2 separate regions of the Hordeum vulgare genome follow, and region 2 is linked to region 1. Evidence: chromatin contacts called from public Hi-C data. All regions are on one chromosome and are shown on one strand. Each heading gives the region's core, a stretch centred on a gene start, on an enhancer-like site or on the middle of the called end of the contact. The rest is flanking DNA. Distances are from core to core; before and after follow the strand shown. Region 1 has its middle 150 kb from the start of LOC123402657. Region 2 holds the start of LOC123402253.

What was found. Hi-C and Micro-C count contacts between places; a contact is called where the count stands out from the background.
Region 2: a Hi-C map of seedling shows a contact between it and region 1, with 2.9 times the contacts expected there. The contact joins the promoter of LOC123402253 here to the enhancer-like site in region 1. A contact is called at or near these places in 2 of 6 Hi-C or Micro-C datasets (leaf and seedling).

Annotation. Positions count from the first base shown.
Region 1 is chr6H:188,643,139-188,647,958 of MorexV3_pseudomolecules_assembly, forward strand. No RefSeq gene overlaps it. Among protein-coding and RNA genes, the nearest start is that of LOC123402657, 150 kb to the right of the region's middle. Within about 2 kb of position 1,848, at least 3 of the 3 cell types and tissues checked have open chromatin away from gene starts, as enhancers often do. A contact at or near this core is called in leaf and seedling, where this site is marked.
Region 2 is chr6H:189,612,376-189,616,567 of MorexV3_pseudomolecules_assembly, forward strand. LOC123402253 reads left to right here and starts at 1,260. Exons shown (of 5, transcript XM_045096146.1): 1 at 1,260-1,646; 2 at 3,058-3,308. The coding sequence starts at 1,588.

The DNA of each region.
Region 1 (4,820 bases), core at 598-3,097:
TGCGATCAAGAAGTTCGTCACACTTAGCCGCTTCTTATTGACACATGGAAATTTCAAATTTGCATTTTTTTAAGTTTGTGTTAGTGTATTTTTGGAGTATTGAGTGTGTAGGAATTGGTATAATAAAGTTTCAATAAGATGGCATCATTATATCCATTGTCAATTTAGCTAAACATCTTTTTTAGCAAAAAAACCTATGAACCTTGTAATATATGGTGTTGAAATTTTGCGAGGAATAGTTGATGACCCTTTGACCAAATACACTTTGATCATTGATTAATTTTAATATGTCACTTGTCCCACGACATGGATCACTTGTTCCTAGAACTTCGTCTGATGAAGGAGAAACTGGAGAACTACGTTGATGAGGCCTCAACGACTAGATCATGGAGCCAAAATGTGCTTCGCTCCACCACGGATGCTTGGTTGAAAGAAGGGTTGAAGTCTTACTTTATTATATCAAAGTCTTACTTTATAATGGATGTGAAATGGACGTCCCCGTCTCACATGAGAGGTACAAGGATAAGGTTTGCAATTTGAGCACTTGAAGATTCATTGTGAAAAAAATCTATCTCTCTATGTTTGTATTAATGTTCATCAATGTGATGAATCCGTTCACAAATAGCTTGATGATCTCCATTAGTCATGATTTGCTATTGATTTTTTGTTCATTATGTATCTTTGACTATCCAACTCCATGAATGAATTCATGTTCATATTTATATTTTCATATTCCATATTTAGAGCACGCATGTTGAGATGTGTGGAGGCATATTAAGATGTTAATATTTATGTGTATGCATTGGAGTCCATAACAACGCACAGAAGTAATGATTTGGCGAACATCATCGAAGCGCTTCGGTCCTCTCTCACAGAGAAAAAAGTGACTTTGACCTTTCACTAATAGGCATTTTGGCATTACTCCTGCGTCAAATAGGTGGTGCGTATAATTTACCCGGTTCATATTTATATTTTGCATAGATGCCAGATGCTACTTTCGTAGAGGTCATCATGCGTGTGATTCCTGACTCTCCCTCTGCAAAGTCGATCATGGGGGAAACTTGTTGGTATGGTCTGAGCTGCAGCTCGGAAGCAGCAACACGACACACAAATCCCGCCCTCGTCAACCTGTTGATCTCCGGGCCCTTCTAGAAGCTCGTAGCTCAAGGCGTACGTAGAAAAATCCTTAACGTCCCTGCAGGGGTACCGAGTGAAGTTTCTTTCTCTCATTCTCCAGGTGTCCGGCTCGAGTTCCCTCCACTCACACTACCATCAGTACTATGCCACGGCCCTGCAGCACAGAGCACACGTGCACTTGAGTTTCGGATAAGCTCGGGCACGGCCGACGGTACAAGTGCCAAAAAAACACTCGTAGATATGCAATCGCAACGCGGAAGCTGCGAACAGAATACTCCTGCCATCCCCCAAAACCAAGACCGGAAACACCGTGACGAATTCGGTGCATTTCCCCGAGCTGCTGCTCCCGATGGACGACGACGGGCCGACCGGTGCCGTACTCGTACTCGACCGACCGACCGACCGGTTCTGACGGCGACGACACACGCGCGGAGGCAGGACAGGTGGCGTCGCGGCTGAATCCTTGCCGCGAACACCTGGGCGATCGGGTTCCGTACGCTCCGCTTGGACCCTGCGCGGCCGGCCAGATGGCGCCCCGCGGGATGGATAGCTCCAGCCGGCGACAGGTGTCCCCTCGACGGCGACGGCTCTCCACGGCCCTCGCACTCGCCGCGGCAGCAGCGGGACGGTCGAAAAGGAAGCGAGCGATCGTGATCGAGGACGTACTACAGTTGTTGTTGTTGCGCACGCACGTTATTAGGCGGGGGCGCGGGGCAGACATCTCGCGGGCAGCGCGTTGGCCGCATGTTTCGCCGGCTCGGATGTGGTGGTCGTCGGTCGCTTGCGTCGTCGGAGCGGATACTTGCCAAGTCACGCTACTGCTACGTGCAGCGACGAACGATGGTGTTTACTTTCTTTCAAGATCGACCAACGAAGATGGGTCGAACCTTCGGCTGTCCCTTTCCCCGGATCTTGCCTTGCTGGGTCTGGAGTGCAGGAGTACGTACGCAGCTGTCAGTGACCTCCCTTTTTTCGACTTCTTTCTTTTTTCTCCTGAAAAAGGAAAAGAACAAGCGGGGGCGTCCGTGTAGTTTCATGCCTGCCTGCATAGCCCAAAGTGTTGTTTATTTTAATGAAAGATTTTGACCGGCTTTGGTGAGTCTAGATTAAAGGCGGAAAACCCAATAGGGGGCCAACTATATATTTCTCTTTTTTTTTTGGAAAAGGAGGGCAACTAATGTTGGATTATAGATGGACATAGGCCCATATAAGACAATAATCTTAATCATGTGAATATACGGTAAGTGATGAAATATTTAGTACCATACTGCTATACTACTAAGAGTGAGACCTCTTTATAAAAACTGTTCTATCACTTTTCATTGAGAGCTTGCGAAGAGAAGTTGTCCACGCGTGCTTTTCCTCCGCCGCCATACCTCACCCCAACACGACGCGCCCCGCGGGTTGCGGGAATGAGCCAAGCCTTAATTTTGACGGTTAGATGGTTCACTAAACGAACGTGACAATGTCTGAGATGTTGAACAATGGGCTGTTCACGGACTCAATCGTGTGTCTGGCCCAGGCCCATCTACCCGACGACCTATATAAGGTGATCGAGTGTGGAGTGTAACCTAATCCGTTCACTCTCTTCGTCTGTGTACAACCCTAGTTGTCACCCTAGCCGTCACCAAACGAAACTGCAGTTTGAGCTCGCAATCTACCGAAGCTTGCCATACAATGAAAAATTCCGCTTCAATATCTTGGAGTTTCTCTTTCCCATTAAACTATCCTTCATACGTTCACGGACGCGCCCGGTTAGTGATCGGACAGAAAAGAGAAAGATAAAAATGATTCAACCGAATCTTTCATATTATCTCTGTATGTCTAAGTTGTCCGTGAATCCTTATATCTATTTTAAATACAAGAAGAATATGAAGGCTCGCGGACGCGTCCGGTCAGTCCCCTACGTAGGATGCGACCCCATTCCAGATCTTTTTTCCTTATTCATTTTTTTCTTTTCTCTCCCTCCTTCTTCATCAATCACATGTAAGTGACCGCACATATGAAGAAAAAATTAAGAAACATGAATGTGCGTACGAACAAATAAAAGACATGTCTGATCACGTTCGTAGATGTTTAAGGGATCATATTTGGTATGTCCAGCAGTATATTCAAAGTTTGGGCTTGGTTTCATGTGCGTCTAGTTATGTTTGTGACCCCTTTTTGTTGAGCTCGGTTTGGCCATACCCCGAATGACGTCATCTTGCACTGCAGTTAATTAGCGTCCTAATTAACGCACTGGCTAATTGGTTCTTCATCGTCTCACAGTGACAAATCACAAAGTGGCACGCAAAGGAGGACCATTAGACGAGAAGTGGTCTTGACAGGTATGAACAGGGGCGGGCCCAGGATTTAAAGAACGTGTATTCAAAATTTCAAAGTCAATTTTTCCATGGCATATAGCCTTACTTTTGCCATGTATAACCAAATATATCACCATAATTCATGTGGAAAATTCAAATGCTCATGCCTAAATAATTTATGATTCACTGCAAAGAAACTACAAATTTGTATATACTAAAAAGAAAGCCAAATAGATAAATTAACTTATTGTTGTATCCATACTATTGGTGTTCGATGAGGCTCGCACAGCCGGCTTACTGGGCAACGGAAAACGAAGATGATGCATCGACACGTGTAACCAGCAGTGTGTGTAACAATACATAGATTTAACGCAACTAAGATAAGATTCGACACAAGAAAAAAAAGCCAAATATTGACATCGGAGTATAAAGATGTATTAAGATATACGAACGCATCGAATTATCTACATGAATGCATCGAGCGAGCCTTCAATGCGGCAATGCCCACTGCTGTCGACTACAGAGATGGATTAAAGTTGGATTGAGCCAACAGATGGCTGTGGTCGCGCCGCCTGCCTGTGCCGCCGTGCGCGCGTGCGATCAGGCGATGGCGATCCGCCCAGCCGCCATTCCCTACCGCTTTGAGTGCGGATGGAAATGGAATTATGGATGGGAGGCGTCGGTTTCTTCTGCGATATTTCTTTTTACCGAAGCGCTATGCTATCGATGGATTTCTGGCTCGTGCATGCAGGCCCTGCGTGCTGCAGCGATTTGGGCCATCTCGGGGTGTGGGCTAGTCTTCATTTTTGGGTTGAAATCGTTAGCTGGCCTGGTTTACTGTATTTTTTCATTTTTACCCGATACATACACATGGTATATGTTATATATACATGGTTTCTTGGCAAAAATTATGGGTATTCAACTGAATACCTTTGAATTGAACTGGGCCCGCCCCTGGGTATGAACGAGATAAAGTACTGTGCCTTTTCTCGTTTTATAATGATTTTTTTAAACACAGGCAAATTCTTTACCTCATTTTATTAAAAAGAAAGGAAGTAACAAGGTCTTATGTGGGTCATTACGCCTTCACAAATGAAAATAAAAGTCTACTCTCGCGGCATCAAAGAACCCAAGTGCCTAGCCCCGGCGATAGGACTCCTTTCCCTCCTCCTCCTCCCGCGAGCGACGGGAGGGATAACCCTAGCGTCGTCGGGTCGGGCTCTCCTTCTCCTTCCCCTCTCCTCATTGCCGCCGGTGCGCGTCTCCGAGCTAAACCCGATTGGTGTTGGCGGCGGCGGGGTTCCTCACTCCCCCTTCGAAGACCACGGCGCGGGGCGGGGTGTTCGAGCGGCGGCGACGCGAGGGTGCAGGGCCCGTCGG
Region 2 (4,192 bases), core at 10-2,509, 970 kb after region 1:
TGTGCCCAGGCCGCCGCCACACCACTCGCCGCCGCGGCCGACCTCAACCGCCACTGCTGCCGATCTCAACCCACCCGCCTCCGCGGCTGTACCTCTCCCCGCTCACTGCCCCCGTTGCGACGCTCGAGCGCATCGCGTCGACCCTGGTCCACCCTAGCATGTGCCCAGGCCACTGCCACACCACTCGTCGCCGCGGCCGACCTCAATCACCATTGTCGTCGATCTCAACTCGCCCGCCTCCGCGGTCGTACCTCTGCCCGCTTGCTGCCTCTGTTTCGGCGCTCAAGCACAGCTTCTGAATCAAATCAACGCGACAGCTATAGCGACTTGGGATGATGCGTCTGCTCGATGCAGAACGGCGGCGGCGCGCGGATAAGGCGCGGCGGAGCGAAGTACTTGCAGGTGGAGGCGGGCCTCCATGGCTCACACGGGGAACTCCGAGGTTATGACGCGGCAACGGCGACTCCTTATGGCCAGATAGAGGCGTCTAACTCTTGCTCCCTTCATCGTATCCCCTCCTCCGGCAGGAACTCATCATCTCGTGAGATCCCCTCCCCATGCCTCCAACCGTGTGCCAAGCACCGACAAGAAATTTTGTTTTGTGGGAATTTGTTTGCTGATGAATGAATGTATTGAATGTAAGATTGCATTGTTATAGAGAGAGAGAATGGAACACCACCTTTAGTTTGTCATCTCATCCCACATTCTCTACCCCATGAGTGAAATAAGATAACAGTCCCTTGATCAATTCACGTAGCCTCTTTATTTTGCTTTGCTTGTCCCGCTTAATTTCTCATCATGGTGGAATTAACAATGGACGGGTTGATTTCTCAACAAAATAAGATAGGACTGACTACATTAGTTAGTTAGCTTATTATTTTCATAAATCAAAATGATTATAAAAGATTAAAAGCGTGTGGTATTTTTTTCTCCCGTTACAACGCACGGACCCTTTTACTAGTCCTTATAACCTGTTTATGTCACCTTATTGCACCTGTTCTTAACCTTAGAAAACGCAATCGTCCCCTCAAAACAAGTAATCCTAGCGAGGACGACTGATCCGGGCTCCAACGAATCCCCGGGGTAGGCCCCACCTGTCACCCTCGCACGGGCTCTACCACTTTCCCTCCGCCCTGCACACGCGGAGCAATCCAGCCACTTGCACGCGGGATTTCCCCCTGCCGGGCGCCTAGCTTAGCTAGCCTAGCAACGCAACGTACTAGCTCAAAAAAAAGAAAAAAAGAAAAAAGAAGAAGCTAGCACAGCAACGCCAACCAACTGCAATGATTCTCCCCCACCCCGCGCCCAAACCAAAAAGCAGATAAGGGGGAAGAAAGCCGCCACCTAATAATGTCCTAATCCCCCCGACCTCCTCCCCTCGATCGAATTCCAAATTCCAATCCAAGGAGAGAAAAAAAAAGCGACTGAGAGCAACGGTGCGCGCGTGCGTGCGAGCCCAGGCGAGGTAGCCGATCCCCCGGACGTACGGGTGGTTCTAGGGTTAGGGTTTGCGCCGGCTGCATCGGTGGCGGCGTCGGCGGGGCTGGGGACCGTGCGTGGGCCTCCTTCGACGGCGAACCGGATGCTATGCTGCTAGGCTGCGGGTCGCTCTCCTCGTGGGTGCGCCGCCTCGTCGCCTGCGTGGGGTACGACTCCTTACCTGCCTATCTATCCACCTCGCTGCATCTCTCGCTCGCCATCTTCTTGTCAGCTCGGCACTCTGCCGCCGCGCGATTGCTCCGTCTCAGGTTATTAGAGGAGACCTGTATCGTATCGCGCGGGAAGTGGATCGCTGCTCCCGTTTGGTCCGGATGATTTTGTGATTCTCGGTAGTTTCTCAGAGCTAGTCTGCGCGATGAGACCAAGGTGATTTTTTTTTTTAATTGTCGTGTAGGCGCTGCGGTTCGTATGATGAAACGTGTTCATGATAGCGGTACCAATCTGCAATGATCTCTGTTATTAGACAGGTTTCACGCATGCATTTAAGGTCTCTGTATTCATTTACCCGATCAGCTCCTGTCGGTCAGAAATAATTGGAGGGGTCAGTTGTTTGAACTCGACCTGAATGATTGCTTCATATGGTACCATGTCTTTGTGGTCATTACCTGCCCAAAGAATGTTCGGTGGTTTCCCAGCAAGGCTGTTTGTAGACTTACTTTTGGTCTGCTGTTAGGTTCCTTGTAGCTCCTTGTTCTTTCCTGCCCCCGAAGCTTCCAGATAGTGGCTTTCTAGGAAGGTTTAGCATAAATCTTCTTGCACGGAGCAGGGAAACCTGTATTGATGTTTTGCTTGGTAGAGTAATATTGAATTTTGTATTTGCTTGCGGAAATAGAAAAGACAAATTATCAGTCGTGTAACTGGTTGCTCAGATTAGCTGATATTTCTAAACAAACTTAGGCTTAAGATTAAGAATGTGAGTATACTGCAGAGTATTATCATGTACTCGTATATCTTTTTCCTTTGCAAAATGCATAGATTCAACTTCAACATATGTAGCTAACAACTTCCCAAATTTGACGGGGAACGCGTCGTAGTTGCTGATGTTTGCCATGTGCTCAAATATCAATATGGTATAATCTTTGTTGATTACTGAAGTACAAAAAGAAGACATTTTTGGATATGTGCAGATCTAGTATAGCGTCTTTTTTACCCCCGAGTATCAAGTACGAATGAATACTTATTCTTGATCCACTTCTGAATGTGTACAGAGTCATAACTGATTGGATATGATATTAGAGAAGTTTCATATGTTCTAAATCAGCACATATTCTGTATATACTATTTAAAATTTTAAATGATTAACACGCAAGTTAGATTTTATTTTAATGTTCTATTTTAAGGAATCTAGCTTTCATCAGTTGCTTACATGTTTCATGTAATCACAAATTCACAATGAAAAACCAGGCAACTACTGTAAAATCTTGTTGTAAGCCTGGAGTGGAAGTTGATCTCATAATATGTTTTACTGATGCATTTTCTTGGTTCCCTTTATTGCAACTTCTCTTAAATACTTGGTTCTAATCATTTATTGGTCAATCCTGGTTTGCAACAGAGCAGAAATTGTTTTGGATGTGCGAAGTCTACACCTATAACAGCTGTTGATGAGCCTTCCAAAGGTTTAAGGATCCAAGGACGCTCGATAAAACACCGTAGTTTGTCTGAAGATTTCTGGAGTACAAGTCCACGTGAAATGGAGAACAGTGCCTTGCAGTCACAGCGTAGTATGTCTTCCATTAGCACAGCAGCACAATCTAGTGAACAGCATGGAGCTGGAAGTAGCAGCAACCCAAATGAGTTTGTAAATCAAGGTAAAAATATCTAGCCTTCCACAATGCATGTCCCCCTCACTTCTATATACTTTCAGTTAGATTATGTCTTAGCAAGTACTCCCTCCGTCCCAAAATAAGTGTTGCCGGTTTAGTACAAATTTAGTACAAAGTTGTACTAAATCAGCGACACTTATTGGGACGGAGGGATAATAAATAAATTATGCATGCTAGATTATTAATAATAAAGATTCAATTTGTTTCTTTGTTTGCTTGAGAAGAGAATAAACTTAAATACTGGATCGAGTATACTTTATTCAGGGATCCTAATGCTATGCTGACGTTTTTCTAGAACAATCAATTATCTAATAGAAACAAAACCATCAGTGACACTACTTATAGCCGGAGGAGGCCCAATGGGCCCGTTTAGTTAGGGGCTTAGCCCAAGTTATCTTATTTTTATTTAGCAGTAAGGTTATATAAACAGTTGTAAGACACCCTTTTGAATTAAGCAATAAGACATATTCTATTGCCCGGCTCCTAGAGGAGCCGGAATCCCTAACCCTAGCCGCCGCCTCTTCACCGCGCGAGAGGGCGCCCTCGGGCCGACTGCCGCGCCCTTGCCCTCGCCAGCCTCCCTCCTATCCCTACAGCCTTCGACCAAGACCCGGTAGGATCCTAGCTCCTACCAGTTTGGTATCAGGAAGCTTCGGTTTGATCATGTCTTCGCCGCCACCCTCCCCATCCCTCCCGCTGTCGACCTCCACCACCGCCCCGCTCGCCACCACGACCGGCGCCCCGCACGTGCCGGTCACCGCCGCTGCACCGCTTCCCGCTGTCCTCACCCCGGAGGAGCTCACGGGAGCAATCCGTGTCCTCGCCACCGCGGTGCAGGGGATCCGTCTCTACCTGGCCGGTCCCTACGG